Regions from separate parts of the Mus musculus genome. Here region 1 is linked to region 2. The links are chromatin contacts, called in public Hi-C maps. All regions are on one chromosome and are shown on one strand. Each heading gives the region's core, a stretch centred on a gene start, on an enhancer-like site or on the middle of the called end of the contact. The rest is flanking DNA. Distances are from core to core; before and after follow the strand shown.

Region 1 (4,093 bases), core at 1,339-3,838, 89 kb after region 2:
CAATGTGTGATTCCCTCAGTTCAAAGGCTTTTGGGTGTTTACTTGTAGTGTTTCTTTACAGCACATATAATATCTAATAGAAATGTGTTCCTCCAGGCCAGGGCTGCCAGTTTCTATGAGAGGATATTGACTCCCTAGAACTGCCTCTGGTGGTCGTCACCTCTAGTCATCTGTACTATTCAGGTCTAGAAATGAGGCCAGTCTAACTGAAAAACTAAATTTTATTTTTCATTCAATTTTAATTGATTCAAGCTGATACATATGGTTATGACAATGGTGTGGTGTTGGAAAGAGAAACAACCTGACTGAAGTCATGTAATGGGCCGAGGAGGAGGGAAGGGCCCTTTATGGATGATATTGTCACACAAGCTTACACTTTTCTCAGCAATTTTATATAAGTGCTTTTGTACTGTACAGTTGCAAATGTCTGTAAATGTACGGTTGATGAGTTCTGGCCTACATATATGTCTTATAATGACTGTAATAAAAATGCATCCTTATCCCCAATGACTCCTCCCCCTTTTTCCTGGTCCCTGTCAAACAGTGATCTGGTTTCTTTCATTCCTATTCTGTCCCATTTGCAAGGATCTCGTGCAGATGATCAGATACACGCAGTCTTTTGCCTCTTGTATCTTCCAAGCAGCACAATGATGCATTTGTCCGTGTGCCTGCTAATGTATAGCTCTTCTTCTTACTACCCAGTCATATGTCATTATAGACATATCCTATGAATAACTTTCATATGTTTGTACACTGTCCCTGGATGGCTCTTCATAAGTTCATTTAGCTTATTTTGAAATCATGTTTTTAAAATTTATTCTTTGAGAGTTCCATAAATATATTTCTGTCATTTAGCTTCCCTTCCCCCAACTCCTTCCAGACCCTCCCCACCTCTCTACCTACCCAACTCCATGTTCTAGATCATTCTTAAGAGAAAAAACCCACACATAAATGAAAATAGAACAGTGGATTCCAGTTTGTGTTGGGACTACTCCTGAGCATCAGGCCTGCCTAGGGTTAAGGTTGATATGTCCCACTGTAACTCCACTGAAGAAAACTGCCTTCCCCTGTCCTGGCATCAACTGATTTCCATCTGTTGCCTTTACCCCTGGAAAATCTCTCAGTAATATTTGGTCTTGTGGTAAATATGTATGAATAAAATGAACTTCCAAACTGTTCACTAAAACTGACTACATCATTACGGTCATTTGGCATTGCTGGACTCCTAATTCTGAGATCTTCAGTGACACATCCTGTAATACGAGTGGCCTGATGACCGTGATGTTATACATGTTGTGCTATCTTCTTTAGTTAGGTGTTAAATTATTTCTAAACTATCATTCTCTTCATAGTTAATCAAACTATTATTTCCCAGGTATAGCTGCAATCCTCCGCCCAGCCCCCCAGTCTCCACAGGCCGGTGATTTGCCTCCTTCGTTTCTCATGCTCTTCCTGTGCTGTGCAGTTCTTCTCACTGCTTTCCCGTCCCTGGATTCGTGCTGCTTGACTTCACCTAAAACTACCCCTGCTCAGGGTTACAGATATTTCTGTTCATCATTTCTTCCAAGGACTGTTTTAAATGACATCTTAATATTTATTTTTTAGTTGAAAAAGTCTTTTTCCTAAATTAAAGATAGAATCCAAGTTCATTTCCTGTTTTCTTCCAAACCTCAGATGAATACACAATTCGCCTGGTAAAACAGGTCTTAGCCCAGTCTGGATTAAATAGTGAATGATCGCTGTGCGCACTGTGACATGGGTAACTCCAGGTCCCCTTAGATCACAAAAGGGAAGTCTTAGAGCTAAGAATCATCACAGATAACTTTAAACCCTACAAAGATGCAAAGTAAAAACTAACTAAAGTTCCTTGACTTTAATGTTTTAATGAACATAATCATTCTTAATCTGTCCCACGTTATCTCTCTCATTGCATTGATTTGTTTATCCTTATGGCTAAGTAATAAGGACAGATGTGTGACACCGTGGGATCTGCTTGCTTTCCACGATCAGATTCCACATATGTCTAAAACTCAGCCTAGAATTGGGGTAAAATCACAAAGACAGAAATGTTTTCTAATAAGCTTTGGAGATGAATCTCCAGAGTTGCTTTCAGTTTTTAAAGTTGTTATATACAGAGTATAAAAAAAAATAGCTGCTTTTTAAATTGTTCAGTGAAAGAATGGAATGGAATAAAGATCTAGAAATATGCTGCTTATGTGCCTCTTAGAAGTTTATGTGCCTCTTCTGGGTGACCTGGTCGTACACAGACTTGGAGGTACAAGACAGGGTAATGCCCAGAGGAAGCTAATGTTAACTGCACAATGTACTCCCCTCCTCATTTCCGCCAGTGAGACTGGGCTTTCCAGAGTCTCAGGAGAAGTGACCTGACCTGGAAAAATGATCTGACCTAAGGACTTTCCGAGAGGACTGCTACACTGAAGAGTTTGACCGCTAATTACCCCACTGCCTCGTGACAGCTATGGAAAACCTAAAGCAGTAAAAATTATTGCTCAGGTTCTCTGTGTTCTCTGAAGTCACCTTCCCAAGGCATGCACAAAGCTGGGCCACCTCCTATTTGGTAAATGATTCTCCTGAGTGATGAAACAGGTAGAAAGGAAGCTCACAGGTCACCTCTGGACTGGTTGGCAAGTATTTGCAGGGACAGATAGTCACAATTTCTGCTCTTAGGACGGAAACCTGTTCATATGTGAAAAATAATGACAGTCACATGCACCTGAGCTGGCAATAAACCTTGTGAGGTTGGCTGGTCCTCTTGTGATCTGATGCTAAGCTCTTCCTTATTACAGGATGCTGACTTAGATATAAGACTGCCAGAAAAGAAAAAAAAAGACCTCCTCAGTGTGCACACCTGCTTCTCCGTAAATATCCATTTGCCTTCTACTAAGTACAACTTCAGTTCTTAACTTGAATCTCTGTCTTCATCCAGTGGGATTATGGCAAGTCATATACACTGATTGAATATATGTATCAACTTATCTGCCTTTCATTCCTTGCCAAAGTGAGTAAGATATTTTAAAGGAGCAGGTTTCTGAGTCCTCATTCCTCAGTCTTTCATTGGACTTTCATTGTGCAGAGAAATGTAGAAAGGAATTTACGGTTCTAAAAGGAAATATCAGATCCAAAACCTAATTCTTCTCCAAAAAAGAGCAAAGGTACTGAATCCTGTTGTGTGTCTTGAGGCTGAACTTAGCCTACCCTCCTTCCGCTCAGCACACCAGTTCCTCTCTGAGCACTTCCATTTGCCCACCCATTCCAGGAGGGGCTTTCTTAACTTAAAATGGATCTTTGGCACATCTTGTCTCACACTGGATGCTATTTTGTCCAGGCCCGGATCACTCTGTATTACTATCACACAGCTGGATCCTTAACCTAATTTAGGAATTTAGTTCAGTAGTCAGAGATCCATCCGTAGGGTATAGTCTAGTTGCCTGTGTTCCTGAGCTCCAGTGTAAAGTCAAGTATGGAAGATTGGGATTAAACCAGGGTTTTCATGCTGGGACAGTGAGGAGACACAAATGAATTGGAGTTGTGAGGCAAGGTGCAGGGCTTGATCAGATATAGAAGAAGAAAAGATTTAATTATAGCCAGGTAGCATGAACTTGAAACTAAGCCACCAGGAACCCACCCACTCCAAATTCTAGCTTTTTAAGAAAGTATCACCTTTGTAGCTTTCTGACCATGGTTTTGGGCACTAAGGAAATACCTTGAGATGAAGGGAAGGAAAGAGGGGGTCTCGCCACTGCAATAGATTGGCCCATACATGTTAAGAGACCTGGCTAGAAGGAAGACTGTAGAAGAAGGATGTGTGCCAAAGCAATTATGTCACCGTGATGTACATCTGCTTATCACAGAACAAACCTGTCTATCTGAAATTCATTTTCGAATTATATTCAACCGGTATCAGAGTTATCTTGAAATATTTGATCTTTCCAAACCAGTCCTTTGGGAAAAGGCAAGAAGTAGAAAATCAAGCCATAATCCTAAAGATCTGATGCCCCTAAAATGTCAATCAATCATCAGAGGCAGTCCGAATGTAAACCCTGAGAAGTGACTGGCGGTGCAGATCCGTCAT
Region 2 (4,592 bases), core at 869-3,368:
GGAACTGGAAGAGGTGGGAGAAGAGAGGATTACAGACAGAGAGAGGAATCCCATGTTGAAACACTGTGGGTGGCAGAGTGTTGAATGATGCTGAAGTCACGTGATGTGGATGTGTGTGGATGACGGAGGAGAAAGGAAGAGGGTTGCAGAGAGAGCACGCTGAGTAGAAAACACTGGAGAAGTAAGAGAAACCAGCATCTGAACCACTCTCTCAGCCCATTAATGGGGGTGGAAATGGGAACATAAAAGCAGCCACTGGCTTTCTTGAGGATTCGGTTTATGAGTCAAGTCACTATTTTGAATTAACATAGACATTTACAAGGTATCATCCACACTGAAATCAAGAAGCGGAGAGAGCCATAGGTGGAAAGCTCCACTTTGTGACGGTAGCAGTATATAGTCTAGAGAGTTCCTGGAAGCAGACCTTAAGAAAGAACTTATTAAGGTGAAGTTCTGGGTTTCTCTTGCCTTTCTTTAAGATTAGAATAACAGAAAAGAGAAATAAGTAGGGACATGTTCATTTATTCATTCATTCAATTTTTGAGCTCTGGATATCCTGGAATTTACTGTGTATTCCACAATAACCTCCAACTCATGGAGATTTGCCTGCTTCTGCCTCTGCTGAGGTTGTGCTCCACCGTGTCTGGCTAATAGAGAGATTTAAAGCCAGCTTATGCACTTGCTAGGTTAGAAATAGCCACATGTGGCAGTCAGTCAGGAAGTGAATGAATTCTTATGGTAAAAATACCAATGAAGACTCATGTAAGATCTGTCATTTACACAGAGTTTACAATCTAAAGGATAGACTAAATATATGCAGCAAGAGAGACAGAGAGACAGACAGATACAGATAAAGATAGACAGAGACAGATTGAGACAGAGAGTCACACAGAGACAGAAAGAAAGGAGGGAGAGGGGGGAGGGGGAGGGGAGGGGAGGGGGAAGGAGAGGGAGAGGGGGAGGGGGAGGGAGAGGGGGAGGGGGAGGGAGAGGGGGAGGGGGAGGGGGAGGGGGAGGGAGAGGGAGAGGGAGAGGGAGAGGGAGAGGGAGAGGGAGAGGGAGAGGGAGAGGGAGAGGGAGAGGGAGAGGGAGAGGGAGAGGGAGAGGGAGAGGGAGAGGAAGGAAGGAAGGAATCCAGAACAAAATGCTGAAGAATCCCAGTGACTAGAGATGTGGAGATCCTCAGAAACGTGGTTAAGCAAGGGAATAGGCCAGAGAGGTAAGAGGAAATCAGAAGTTCTAGAAATAAACAGAAGAAATTATTTCAAATCAAGGTTTCAAAAAAAGGCTAGTAAGAACAACTCTGGGAAGGCTATATTGATTTTGCGAGCTCAGGCTTAGCAGTTTTAGAGCAGACCTGGGAGCCTGGGCCTGAGCAAAGCCTGGGCCTTGTGCTTTCAGACCCCCAGCCAAAGGCTAGAGTTATCATTAATCACACTGGTGAGTCTAGAGGACTATCAAGCACTGAGTAGAAAACCTGACTTTTTCTGGTTATGCTAGGGTTAATACTGGTTAATATCCTGTGAAGTGGTCCCTCACTTTCTATAGTAGCCAGGACACTTGGGACCTTGTCAGCTGAGGTGGGGTGCTGCTCCTGTTCCTCCCGGTGCTCCAGTCTCTACGGGAATTTCTGCTCAAATCAGTTCCTTCACTTTATTACAAAACCTCCATCACTCTAGGGGACAAGGCAGTACCCCTTCTGCACTGGTGCTTTTCCCTTCCCTATTCCACTTAATGTCACAAGCCAGGATAATCATAACGTAAGAGGACTGGAATGTTACAGTGACGCAATAGCCACTGAGAGCTAACAACAGCTAGCACTCGGGTGCCAAACACCCTCCAACCGTTCTAGATACAGCAACGGGTTTCATCTTCGTGACAATCTGTGTGGTACTATCGTCTGTTATTTTTTCCCATTATATAATCAATAAATTTAGGCTCAAAGAGATTCAATAACTTACAAAGTCTTCTTGTAGGCCTTAGGCTACAAACCATTAATTAGACCCCAGACACGCATGCTCCCTCTTATAAAAGCAAAGCACACCTATAAAGGAGAACAGATGAACCCATGATCCAGCTCTTACGCTCTTACTAAATCTTCCTGACTTTGTTGATGATTGACTTTTAAGGTCCCTCTGAGGACAGAGTGTGAAAATATGTCAGGTGTTAAAGACCTGGACTCTGCTCAGCTCCACGTCTGGAACCTCTTCTGGGAACTCCCTTGTGCTGGAGCTTAAATTCATTACAGGGCATTCCCGAACATTAAGGTAGCTTTATGGCTATAAGTCTTAAGGTGGCAAACCAAGGATAAACACACATCCAGACATAATGGTTTTGATCTGGCTGTCTGCCTGGGAGACTGAGATGTTCCTGCTTCAGGAACAGTCTTCATTTTTGTTACAGGGGAGCTATGTCCCTATCTGGGTATAACAGTAAACAGTCTCCAGAGATGCCAATCATATTTAATTATTAAATTCTCTCAACAAGACATTGTGATGATGTAAACATATACGCATAAGTGGTATAAATCTTTATGTTTCAATCACAAAAAAATGTTGTATATTCCTGGACATCATATTGTCTTAAGTTTCTGCCATCAAGTTCTATTGGCTAGCTCTTTTGGATGTTAGGTTAAATGGAATAAAAGCTATTTGTAATGAGCTGCAGGGTGCTCAAGTTATTCTCATATTGAGAAATGTATTTTGTCTTTGTGGATGGATACTATTCATAATATATTAAAACAGTGAAGAAGCCCTGGCTCTCCATGCTTTCTTCAGTTTTACAATCTGTGCTCAGTGACTGATGCACTGAAACACTCTAGAGGTTGAGTACCATGGTGAATACTATAGACCCTGTTTGCCAACACCCTGTAGTTGGAGAGTGAAACAAATAGTCAGATCTCATGAGTATTGTGGTGAGTTCGGCATAAACATGAGTTGCTATGGATGTGTGTGGAAAGCAGGGGCCTTATTTGAAGTAGTTACCAAAAGGGGAAAATCTTTTTTTCCCTTTACCTCTCATGAGTGTGACATTTCTCCTAAGGAATGTTTGCTCTCGAGAAAACGCACTGTTAAGAGCTCTTCCACCTCTCTATACCCTTGCCAGGCAGTCAGCTCTCCAAAAACCATAACTATTGACTGGGACTGAGAAGGACACAGAAGTGTGAGAAGCAGAGAGTAATGGGATGGAAAAGGGAGGCCAAGAAGCTGTGGCCTCTTGGTAGAACAGCAGTCATGGCCACCAATAGTGGGTGATGCATCCTCTCAGGTCACAAGAGAGGCCAGGAACAGAAGTCAGCACCCAAGGACCGCTGGCTGCTGAATAATAATAATCAGGACATTCGTGTACCTTGTGGGAAAGAAGAAAAAGGGAGAAACAATTAGACCATTTATTAGCCAATGAGACTCCAAAGAGAACACATAGTAAAAAAAGGAAGACTGATTTTGAGAGAAAAGGTTTTAATCATTCACTTATTCAATAAACACTTACTGAACATCTATCATATCGTCAACTTTATGCCAATCATGAGGATAGGAAACAAAGTCAGTTGAGCACTTACTCTAAAATACTTCCCAGTTGGACCTAGGATTTTTATGTTAAAATAACTTGAAACAGAAGAAAAGAACTATAAGAAAATGTGGCAGGTGTTCCCAGGTGTTAGCATGGTTAGTTCTAGCCATGACTTGTGAGTGGTTATTATATTGTTGTCTGTATTTTTCTGTGTGCAATTATGTTGCAATAGAATGTATGTGAAAATAAATACCCATGCACTTCATAAGTATGATAAGGCAATTCTCTCTCATTGCCAGGGTTTTTTTTAAGGATTCTTTCTGCTTTAGAAATAGATATATTTAGAGAATAACCACTGAGTTCTTACAAAAAGATGCCAACTCTAAAAATATTCAACCTTGAGGGCACAGAAGGAAGACTTCTGTAAAAGCACTTCACTCCTAAGGTTAACGAAGAAGCTTAGAAAAGAATAAGGTGTGCTCTTTGGATATTCACAGAAGTCAGTTTTATGATTTGTAAATATAGAAAAAATTACTCATTCATAAACTCAAGGAAGCAATGCCTTTCCGTGACTATTCTGTCCGTGAGATCATATCTCCATATATCTGCTATATATGAGACAAGTTATAAAATTTATATCTCAAGGAAGGTGGAAGAGGATATGAGTTGGTACAGGCCAAACCTAAGAGCTCAGGGAGCTTTAGTGTGTAGGAACCATGGAGAGTCAGGTTTGTTCTTGGCGTGGGAAAGAGAATGCATTCTTTCACGGATCTTTGGATGGTTCCATGGTTTCACTGTTCCTTCTGACTGTACTAGAAACAAGTTTCACTGCAGATATAATAGTTAATGACAGACAATGGAAAGAGAAGTGGGTGTGTCACTGTACTTAACTCTAATGACAAGAGTGCCGGCTGCTATTTATAGCATGTGTTAAACTTTCATCTCTTCAAATTGCTATTTTCATGTAGCAAACTTAAATCTCTCAGGCAACAGGACAAGCAGCATGATATTAGCACTGCAATTTCTGGCATTAGTCAAATACTAATGACTAAGAAAAGCACCCTCACCCAGAAAGCACCATT

Evidence for each region. Hi-C and Micro-C count contacts between places; a contact is called where the count stands out from the background.
Region 1: a Hi-C map of liver shows a contact between it and region 2, with 5 times the contacts expected there. The contact joins two enhancer-like sites. A contact is called at or near these places in 6 of 39 promoter capture datasets (the 3T3-L1 cell line, 3T3-L1-derived adipocytes, embryonic stem cells and 1 more), 1 of 15 datasets of contacts at CTCF or cohesin (the NIH/3T3 cell line), 38 of 484 Hi-C or Micro-C datasets (3T3-L1-derived adipocytes, the AML12 cell line, the C2C12 cell line and 21 more) and 7 of 115 datasets of contacts at active chromatin or transcription factors (bone marrow-derived dendritic cells, embryonic stem cells, hepatocytes and 2 more).

Annotation. Positions count from the first base shown.
Region 1 is chr5:91,290,728-91,294,820 of GRCm38.p6, forward strand. No RefSeq gene overlaps it. Among named protein-coding and RNA genes, the nearest start is that of Gm19619, 9.7 kb to the left of the region's middle. Within about 2 kb of position 2,589, at least 21 of the 459 cell types and tissues checked have an H3K27ac peak or open chromatin away from gene starts, as enhancers often do. A contact at or near this core is called in hepatocytes and liver, where this site is marked.
Region 2 is chr5:91,202,648-91,207,239 of GRCm38.p6, forward strand. No RefSeq gene overlaps it. Among named protein-coding and RNA genes, the nearest start is that of Gm23092, 13 kb to the right of the region's middle. Within about 2 kb of position 2,119, at least 19 of the 459 cell types and tissues checked have an H3K27ac peak or open chromatin away from gene starts, as enhancers often do. A contact at or near this core is called in hepatocytes and liver, where this site is marked.